Regions from separate parts of the Mus musculus genome. Here region 2 is linked to region 1. A link is a contact called in public promoter capture Hi-C data. All regions are on one chromosome and are shown on one strand. Each heading gives the region's core, a stretch centred on a gene start, on an enhancer-like site or on the middle of the called end of the contact. The rest is flanking DNA. Distances are from core to core; before and after follow the strand shown. Region 1 holds the start of Frrs1l (ferric-chelate reductase 1 like). Region 2 overlaps Epb41l4b (erythrocyte membrane protein band 4.1 like 4b).

Region 1 (4,240 bases), core at 951-3,450:
CTAACCACCCCCTAGCAACCACTAACCACCCCTACCCTGGCCTGTAGGTTTCTGATTATGAATTTGCTTATTCTGGACACTTCATATAACTGGAATCATATAGTATGTGGGCTTCCATGATCAGCTTCTCTCATTTAACCATGTTTTCAAGGTTCCTCTGTGTTATCGCATGTATCAGGACGTCATTCTGTCTTTGTGGTTGAATAATGGAGATGATGAGGATGCTATGTTTTGTTTATCTATTTATTCAGTTGGCAGATGTTTGGGTTGCTCCTGCTTTGGGGCTATTATGAACGATAATTTTATGAACAGTCATACACAAATTTTTCTGTGTGAACATATGTTTTGGGTCCTCTTGGAATTGCCAGATCATATGGCAACTCTATGTTTAACTTTCTGAGGGACTTCCAAGATCACAGCTTTTATATCTTATGAAATTCAAAGTGAAAAATGACATACACCAGGCGGTCAGAGGCAGGGCACATCTGTTCCTGGTTGGATACTGAATGGTAGCACTAATCTGGGGATGTTTTATAACAGAAAAAAAAGGTCCTTTTGAGAAATTATTTTGATGAGAAGAGAAATAAAGGTTGTCTGTCTTTTAAAAATGAAAATGAAATTAAATGCTTCTTCTTTTAAAAGTGACTAACTGGGACTGGGAAATGGGTTAGTGGGTGATGTGTTTGCTGTATGAAATGAAGTTGGGACCCTGGGCACCTACATAAAAGCCTGGCACAGCAGCATTTCTCTATTACCCTAGTGTTGGGGTGGAAAGCAGAGGGAGGTGGATCCTAGGGATTCACTAGACAGGTAAATCCAGCAAGGTCCGGGTTCAGGAGACTGCTCAGTTAGTAAAGTACTGGCTGTGCAAACATGAGGACCTGAGTTCAAATCCCTGATGCCCAAATAAAAAACAGTATGCGGCAGCATGTCGATAATACCAGTGCTGGGAAGACAGGGGGATCCCAAGCTCCCAGCCCAGCCTGCATAGCTGAGGTGAGCTTCAGGTTCAGTGTGAGACCCTGGCAGGATTAACATAGTTAACTTCTGATGACCTGTCGGCTATATACAATAATGAACAGCTGGCCTTTGGATTTCCCAAGGCATCTCCCATCCCGATACAGCTCCCATGTCTTCCAGCCACTGGGCTAAAAATCAGTTGAAATTACTGGCTTCTCAGTATTTCATAGTTCTGTGCAAGGTTATGACATCAGTGACATTGAACCCTACAACCCTTTCCCTACATGGTCTTATTTAATATGCACTACATCCTGGGAATTAGTGATCACTGGTCATTATTGATAACCCAGGCAGTCTGACTTCTAGGTGTGCATTTGGAATCTGTTTTTCTGCCTCAGTAGCAGTTTCCTTACTTTATGCATTTTTTTAAAAAAAAGAACCAGAAGAAAGGTTTACATGCAAGGTTCTGAAGTAGCATCGAGGAAGAGATAGTGTCACTATTTCTTGCAGAAGACAACTAGTTGTCACCACCCCAACAAGGGTCATTTAAAGACAAACCTGGGATCTGTGTATATAATTGAGCAAATGAATGGCCAGATAAATAATGCAGTGTCTTACAAGCTGATGTGAAAACGTGGAGATTCGTCGTGCTTATCAGACATGGTTAGCTCACTTAATGTCTGTGCACTTTGCTTCTGGGGAAATTGGGTAAACCATTTGCCTAGTTTGAAAGGCTCAGGTTATACTCCAGCACTTGTGGCTTTTGCCAAGGTCTTAAGTTACACTTTCCACACTGTCTCTGATATCTGCTTGACTACGTAGATAGTGGGAGTTTGTGATTTCATCTTCCTTCTGTGATGATCCAGAGAAATTTATGAGTCTAGTAAGTTTTTTCTCCGGACGAAAAGTTGCAGGAGCAAGATGTTGGCGACAGTCATTCTAATAAGGTGTGGAAACTGGATGCTGGGGATTTGAGTAAGAGAGCAAATTCTGCTTTGTGTATCCAGAGTGGGGCCTGAAGCGATACAAGCAAGCTCCCAGGTGGTGCTGATGTTGTAGATCAGCGGGCCACACTAAGCACCCAGGGACCAGAAAGGTCAAATCTGGAGGCGACTGGGCGATGGGGAGAATAGAAAGAAGGACGCGAAGAAGGAGCGTCAGGCGAGGAGGGGGTGATGCTGAGCGGACGGGGGCAGGCTGCGGGGCTGGAGCGAGGATGCGCAGAGCGAGGCAGGGAGGCGGCGGGTGCGGGCGCTCCGCGGCTGCGCGGCGCGTGCTGGCGGCGGCTCGGTCCCGGCCCGCGCCCGCGGGGTCCCCGCTGCGGCCGGAGCGGCCTGGCTGCGGGATCCGTGCGCAGCGATGGCGGGGCAACCCCTGCGGCGCCCGGCCTGGGTACCACTGCTCCTGCGACTGCTGCTGGCGGGGATCGCTGCCTGCGATGCCAGCCCCGCGGACGACAGCGCGGGCCCGGGGGGCCGGGGACCCCGGGGACGCGCGCGAGGGGACGCGGGCGCGGACGAGGCAGTGCCGCGCCACGACTCCTCCTACGGCACCTTCGCCAGCGAGTTCTACGACCTGCGCTACCTGTCAGAGGAGGGTGAGGCTACCAGAGGGTGAGGGGCGACCTGGGGGTGGGAGGTTGAGGGGCGCAGGAAGGGTCCGCAAAGGTGTCAGTGGAGGCAGATGGGCACAGATGAGACTAGAGTAGGGAGCCCGGCTCTCTGACCCAGCCTGTAGGAGGGAAGTCTGGAGGAGCTGTCAGCGCCCGCTCCCCTCTTTACACGTGGGGAGACTAGGGCCGGGAGAGTCAGTCTCAAGTCTTGCGAGGCTGTGGATAGAAGGTGCTAAGCTTATGCTCCCCTAGTTCTCAGCGTCTGGCCTCCTCCATTCTCCTGCAATGGAGGAGGCGCCATCTGGACTAGAATTCCGGAGCCCAGGGCAGCAGGCGGGAAGCAGAAAACCCAACTTAGAGACAACCGTTGCACAATTACCTCCTGGTAGGTCTGGAATAACCTAAATTTACAGGTACTGTCGCTCCATCTTTCATTGCCCAGGCGCCAGAGATGGGTCATAGCTCCCTCCCCAGTCCACCCCACATCTGCTGCTACCACACTTGTAGTCTCCTAGTGTGAGCCACCATTGTTGGGACCATCTGGGCCCAGAGACTGAGATTTCTTCGCCAGCTTCCCTGAGGAGCTGTTTCAAAGAGTACAAAAGGCAAAGCCATTCTGATAAAAGGAATGGAAACTGGTCTCTTACTTCCGCAGCTTTCGGAAAGCTTGGCAAAGAGGAGCCAAGAATCAAGCTGAGGGTTGAAATGAGGTTATCTGTTCGTGGATATATCTCTTAATGAGGATGAGGTTCAGCTATACGCAGCATACAAATGTTAATATCATCAATAAGATAGGATTTTCTCTCTCACACAAGGAAATCTAGAAGCCCCACAATCCAAAGCTGGCATGAAGTCTCCAGTCTTAGGGACCTTTTGCTCCTTCGTAATTCTCAGCTTATAGCTTAATGACCCCAAGTAGCTGCTTGAACCCCACTCACTACCTTCACTTTCCAGAGGGTGAAAAAGACAAAGTGGGGAGAAAATACTGACTGCCTACTTATTAAGGATGCTACTCTGATAGAAGTTCCATAGAATGATTTTAGTTTCTTAGCCATGTGGTCACACATAGCTGTAAAGGAGTTGGGGACAGGTAATCTTGTAGCTAAAAAAGACATACAGTATCCACTTCAAAATAATACAATTATTATATTAAGGAAGGTGGAGAGAATGAATTGGAAATATATTTATTTCCAATAATATTGGAAATATATTTATTAAATAGAGACTGCTGAACCACCCCTCCCCACACACACACACACACTTAGTGACCTCGACTCTGGCTGTTCAAGGGCTGATGAAGCAACTCTACTCCATGTTGTCACTCAGGGACCTACGTGCCTTCCATCTTGTTGCTCTACTATCCTTTAAGACCTTGTCCTCATCTCTGTAATAGAAGATTGGTGGCTTGTATGTCTTTGTTCAAAATTGATGGTAGGGTGCTGGAGAGATGGCGCAGTTGGTAAAGCCCTTGCCTCACAAACCCTAGTTCAGAGCATTGGAGCCCATGTAAAGCTAGGTACAGTAGCTCCTGTGTCTGTAATCCCAGTACTCCTGTGGAGCTATGGGACATGGAGACAATAGAATCATTGGAGCATGTGGGCCATCTGATATGCAGCAGCTAACAAGAGACCCTATCTCCGGATGGATGGAGAGACCTGACATCTGAGG
Region 2 (4,726 bases), core at 665-3,164, 56 kb before region 1:
GGTAAGTGCCCTTCCTTTGCAAGCATGAGGACTGGAGTTCAGATCTTCAGAAGCAATGTAAGAGAGCATGGCTGTAGCCTGTAGCCCCAGCATTTGAAATGGCAGACACTGGAGGACCCTAGAGCTTGCTGGCCAGCAGCCTAACTGAAACAGCGAGCAGAGTCCCACCTCAGTGAGAGACCCTGTAAGGTGGAGAGTGATGGAGAAGGGCCCAAGTCTGAGCACATGTGTATGCATGGCTGCTGGCACCTGTACTATCGTGTGCATGCATCACACATACAGCACGTACAGACATGTACACCTACACACACCTACACATACACACACACACAGAGAAGCAGGAGGGGGAGGGGAAGAAGTATAAGATATTAGGAGATGTAATAACTGGTACTATTTTAAATTGTGATAAAACTGAGAAATACCTTGGACTGTGGTTAATAACATTAGTCCTATACTGTAATGAAAAGAAACAAAACAAAACTCTGACCAATGAACATTTTAAACCGTCTTAATGAGCAGAGAGAAGGATGTGCCTTACGTATATGGTCTCCTGAAGCACAGCATTTAATGCTCCAAACTGGAATGCCAATGGGAGGCTTCCATGGTAAGCTTGAACTCTAAAGAAACACATGTATGCGAAGCACAGACGCTTTCTCGTTTGTTTCTCCTGCCTTCTCAACTGGAATAGACTAACTGCAGAAGCTTCCAGAACAAAGAGAAAGAAATTGAAATCTAAGCTAAAGAAAGGGAGCAGTCAGGACATATTTGACTTGAAAGAAGAAACAGGACTGTGTGAGAAAGGAAATCAGGGTTAGGCTACTGTGTGTGGTGACACTAAAAGAAAAGCAACAAAGTAACAACATGGTGAGTAACAAAGAAACAGACCAGTCCAGTGCTGTGGGAGGAAAAGCTGGAGTAGTGCTGACCGGGCGGGTTAACCTGTGTCTGGCAAGAGCAATCAGGAAAATGGAAACGAATCTAGGCATTTCCTACAGAGGGACTTTCATACAAGGCTCGATTATACAAAGGACAAAAGAACTGGACCTGAAGTACCACTGAAGCAATCCCAACATGAGAGTAATTGGAAACTGCTTACCACCCCAGAACCAAAGGATAAAGGATGAAGGGTGATGGCACCACAGGAATCCAGGGTAGGGGCTTGGGCTACAGAGCACTCATGGCGGATGCTGAAACATCTGTGGGGCACAAGATGGCGAGCCAGGGTAGGGGCCCAGAAGTGCACTGAACTCCTTGGAGTGGGTTGGGGAAAGTGGCATGGAGCCTGCGATTACTCAGCCTAGTGACCAGTGGAGCAAAGAGGGCACCTCAGCTTCCTGAGCAGGCACAGACTGCTCCTTTCAGGAGGGTGAAGTGGTTCTTCATTTCAGAAAAAACATATGTCAATTTCCCATCAATCCCCATGGGTTTGTCATCCAGATGGGAGACAAGAAGAGAAACAGCAGGATACCTACTCTTAGGCACACACCAAAGCTATGCAAGACCTCCACACCCAATGCCTAGTATACCCTGTCAGCTCCAGGCCTTAGAAGTTGAAGAACCCTTCTCTTACAATGTCCAGTGTTCCCCTGCCCCTGTCCACTCTTCCATAACTGTCAGGACTTCCTTACTTCAAGCATGTCTACCCCAGGAGGTCTCCTCTAACAATGTCTCAGGCTAGACTGAAGTCCTTCCCCTGCCGACTGCCGTGCCTGGCACAGTGCCAGACAACAGAGCTGGTCCCGGACTATTGACTGAGTGGACTGAGGCTTTTGCTGGCCTCCCATGAACCAGCCCTTCTTCCAGCACAGCTGGGACACAAATACATATGGCGGGTTCTGTTCCTGCTGAGCTTACTGGATGGTAAAGAGCGTGAGGGTGTCTCAGCCCGAGGCTTTTGAGGAGGACTTGGATTCTCCTGATGAGTACTCCATGCTGCCTTAAATAGAAGCTGAGCAGATGGTAAGACACAGCAGATGGGCAGCCCTTGGGGCACCGAGTGGAAAGGTGGGAGGCCTGGATTGTGTCCCGGACTCAGCTGCTGGTCTCCGGCTGTGTGACCTGCTCCCCTCCCCTCCCATGGTGAGCCCATATGCAAAGTGAGCTGGTTGCAGGTTGGAGAAAGGTGGTAGTTCCCAGGCCAGCTGCAGGATTTAGAGATAGGTGACCATGTCTAGAGGAGAATAACATCCATATTTCCAAAGATCTCCAGCTTTACTGGGATCTGTCTCGCATAGTGCACAGTTCAGCAAAATATACAGTTGGTTATATGCATGATGTTGTTTGGTCATGGTTTTTGCTATTTTAGGAACATTGCATTCCTCCCCAAGAAATTCAGTAACAATAGACTGTCAATCCTGATTCCTCCTACTTCCGAGTTACTTCTAAATAACTCCTAAGCTTCCCCCCACTTGTCTGGTCTACACATGTCCTATAAGAGGAATCACGTATGTAGCCTTTGATATCCATCTTCTTCAAGATAGCATAGTGTTTTCAAGGTTCATTTAAATTATAACATGATCCTGGGGTTCACGTCTTTTTCATGGCTTTGTAATTTCCCACTGTAGTGATAACCACATTTTGACTATCTGTTAATGGATGAACTCGATTGCTTCTACCTTTGCGTGATTATGAATAATACTGAATGAGCATTCAGGTACAAGTTTTTCATGGATCTTTTTTTCCCTTGGATTCTTATCTTGGCGTAAATTGCTGGACCATGCAATGATATCTTTAACTCTTTGAGGACCCACCAGGCTGTTTTGTTTTTGTTTTTTTTTTTTTTCCAAACTGAATAAACCATCTTACATTCCCTCCAGTAGCATATAAGAGTTTTCCTAGTGGCTTTAACATCTGCCTGAGTTTAAACCTATAGAACCAGAGGGTATTGAGGACTCCATTATAAGGTTCTGTGGTTTCTTATCCCAGCTTAGATCCCCAGGGCCCGTGTCACCCAAAACTTGCGTACACTGCAAAGGTTGTGATTAGCTTCTCAGGAGCACCTTCACTTGGCCTTTTCAAAAGAAAGCCCTGAGTCCAGCCTCACCCTTTCCTTGCCCTGTCCTGGTAACAATTCTGGTGGTAGATTCTAGAAATACTGTGGCTTTGCAGAATCTCAAACACCCCATGAGCCTCAGTCTCTAGTGAGCCTGGAGTTGGCCTAGTATCCTGACCCTTGGCCGATGTCCCTAAGGCTAGAATGTTGCTGCATGTTTTTGAGTCTATCCACTGTGAGTCTGACTTTGCTGAGGTTAACGGGCAGATGCACAGCCTTGTGGATACCATTTACTTCAAAGCCTGTGTTAATGATGCTTCCAAGATCCTGCAAGGATGACCCATGAGGATGAGGCCTTGAGAAATCTCCTAGGCAGATCCATAACCAACAAAACTCCATGTTTGCATCTTCAGGATGGTCCCTGTATGTGAACAGAGAATGTTCCCAATTCATTCCACTGTGACACTGTTCCTGTAGAGATGCAAACAAAGGTCTACTTACCCAGCTAGAGATCCAACAACAGACCAAAGTAACAAACACCACCAAAGTCCAACTTGGTGAACCACTGAATTCATTGGAGTTACTACAGGAGCTCAGATGACTCAGAAATATCACTGAAAGTCCACCTTAGCAGGGGTGATAGCTCACACAAAAGCTGGAACTCTGGGGGCTAAATCACTTACAGGTAGCTCAGTAGGCTGGAACATGTCCTCTCTTCAGGAGCCCTTGCTGCTTATGTAAGCTTGTGAGCCTGTGTGTTTCAGGAACTTGCTGAGACTTGTGAGTTGTTTTCTTCCTGAGTCTTAATATCAGAGGGAATTGCCCCACAATAGGAATAGCTATTCTTGCTGGGACCCTCAGCTGCACCAGATTTCTTGCTCTAGCCCAGGTAGTTTCCTTCACTTTTGTCCATTGTTTTCCCATTTGTCTTAACCCACTCCTACCCCTTAGATAGCTGTAAGAGAGATCACAAATGCATATTTTATTTGACATATTATTATGTCACTTCTCATTTGTGGCATGTATATTGGGCTTTTTGGTTTTGTGGGGTTTGGTTTGTATGTTTTTACTGTTTCACTTTTCATGCTGCATTTTTGTTTTGGGTTTTTGTTTGTTTGGTTGGTTGTTTTTAAAGTAAAGTAGTGCACCCTTTGCATATGTAGAGACAAGTTTGTGATACCACTATGGCCTGTCAAGCCTGTGGTAGGCATTACTCAGCCAATCACAGCACTTTCTCCCTGAGCAGAGACCAACCTCAGAATTCTTCTCCCATTCTGGGCAGAGGGTGAAGATGTACCTGGCATCTGACATGGTGTCTGTCTGCCATCTTTCAGGAACTGTTCCTCAAAGCTCTCCAGCTCCTCTTCTAGTCCTGATAGAATGCCAGCTCCCTACTCTTGGCCATGTTTCCCCGCGGGCGCTCATTCCCCTACTCACTGTGAACATTGGAAGCTCAGCAGAGCCTCCCGCCCGCCCTCCCTTCCTCCCTTCTTTCACGGATGATGTACCATTTGCCTGCCATTTCCTTGCCCCTCCATGTCTCCATGTTTTCTTCTTGCATCCGGCCAGTGGCTCTCTCCTGTCTCTCTGTCTCTCTCACCTCCTCACTGATCGGCCCTTCATGTCTTGGATGATCCTAATGCCACTTGGACTCTGAGCAGGCCAGAAGTGGTGAGGATCAGGGCAGAGGAAGGCCATCCACGGACTGGGAAGCCATCGCCAGCCCCCACAAAA

What was found. Promoter capture Hi-C pulls out the DNA fragments that hold promoters and counts their contacts.
Region 2: a contact with region 1 is called in a promoter capture Hi-C map of hippocampal neurons, with 2.0 times the contacts expected there. The contact joins the enhancer-like site here to the promoter of Frrs1l in region 1. A contact is called at or near these places in 1 of 39 promoter capture datasets (hippocampal neurons), 1 of 115 datasets of contacts at active chromatin or transcription factors (embryonic stem cells) and 3 of 9 other capture datasets (adipose tissue, liver and pancreatic islet).

What each region holds. Positions count from the first base shown.
Region 1 is chr4:56,988,351-56,992,590 of GRCm38.p6, reverse strand. Frrs1l (ferric-chelate reductase 1 like) reads left to right here and starts at 2,200. Exons shown (of 5, transcript NM_001142965.1): 1 at 2,200-2,557. The coding sequence starts at 2,320. Epb41l4b (erythrocyte membrane protein band 4.1 like 4b) reads left to right here. Exons shown (of 25, transcript NM_001355492.1): 25 at 1-619.
Region 2 is chr4:57,043,514-57,048,239 of GRCm38.p6, reverse strand. All of the region lies in intron 15 of Epb41l4b (erythrocyte membrane protein band 4.1 like 4b), which reads left to right. Among named protein-coding and RNA genes, the nearest start is that of Gm34738, 4.2 kb to the left of the region's middle. Within about 2 kb of position 1,914, at least 8 of the 459 cell types and tissues checked have an H3K27ac peak or open chromatin away from gene starts, as enhancers often do. A contact at or near this core is called in hippocampal neurons, where this site is marked.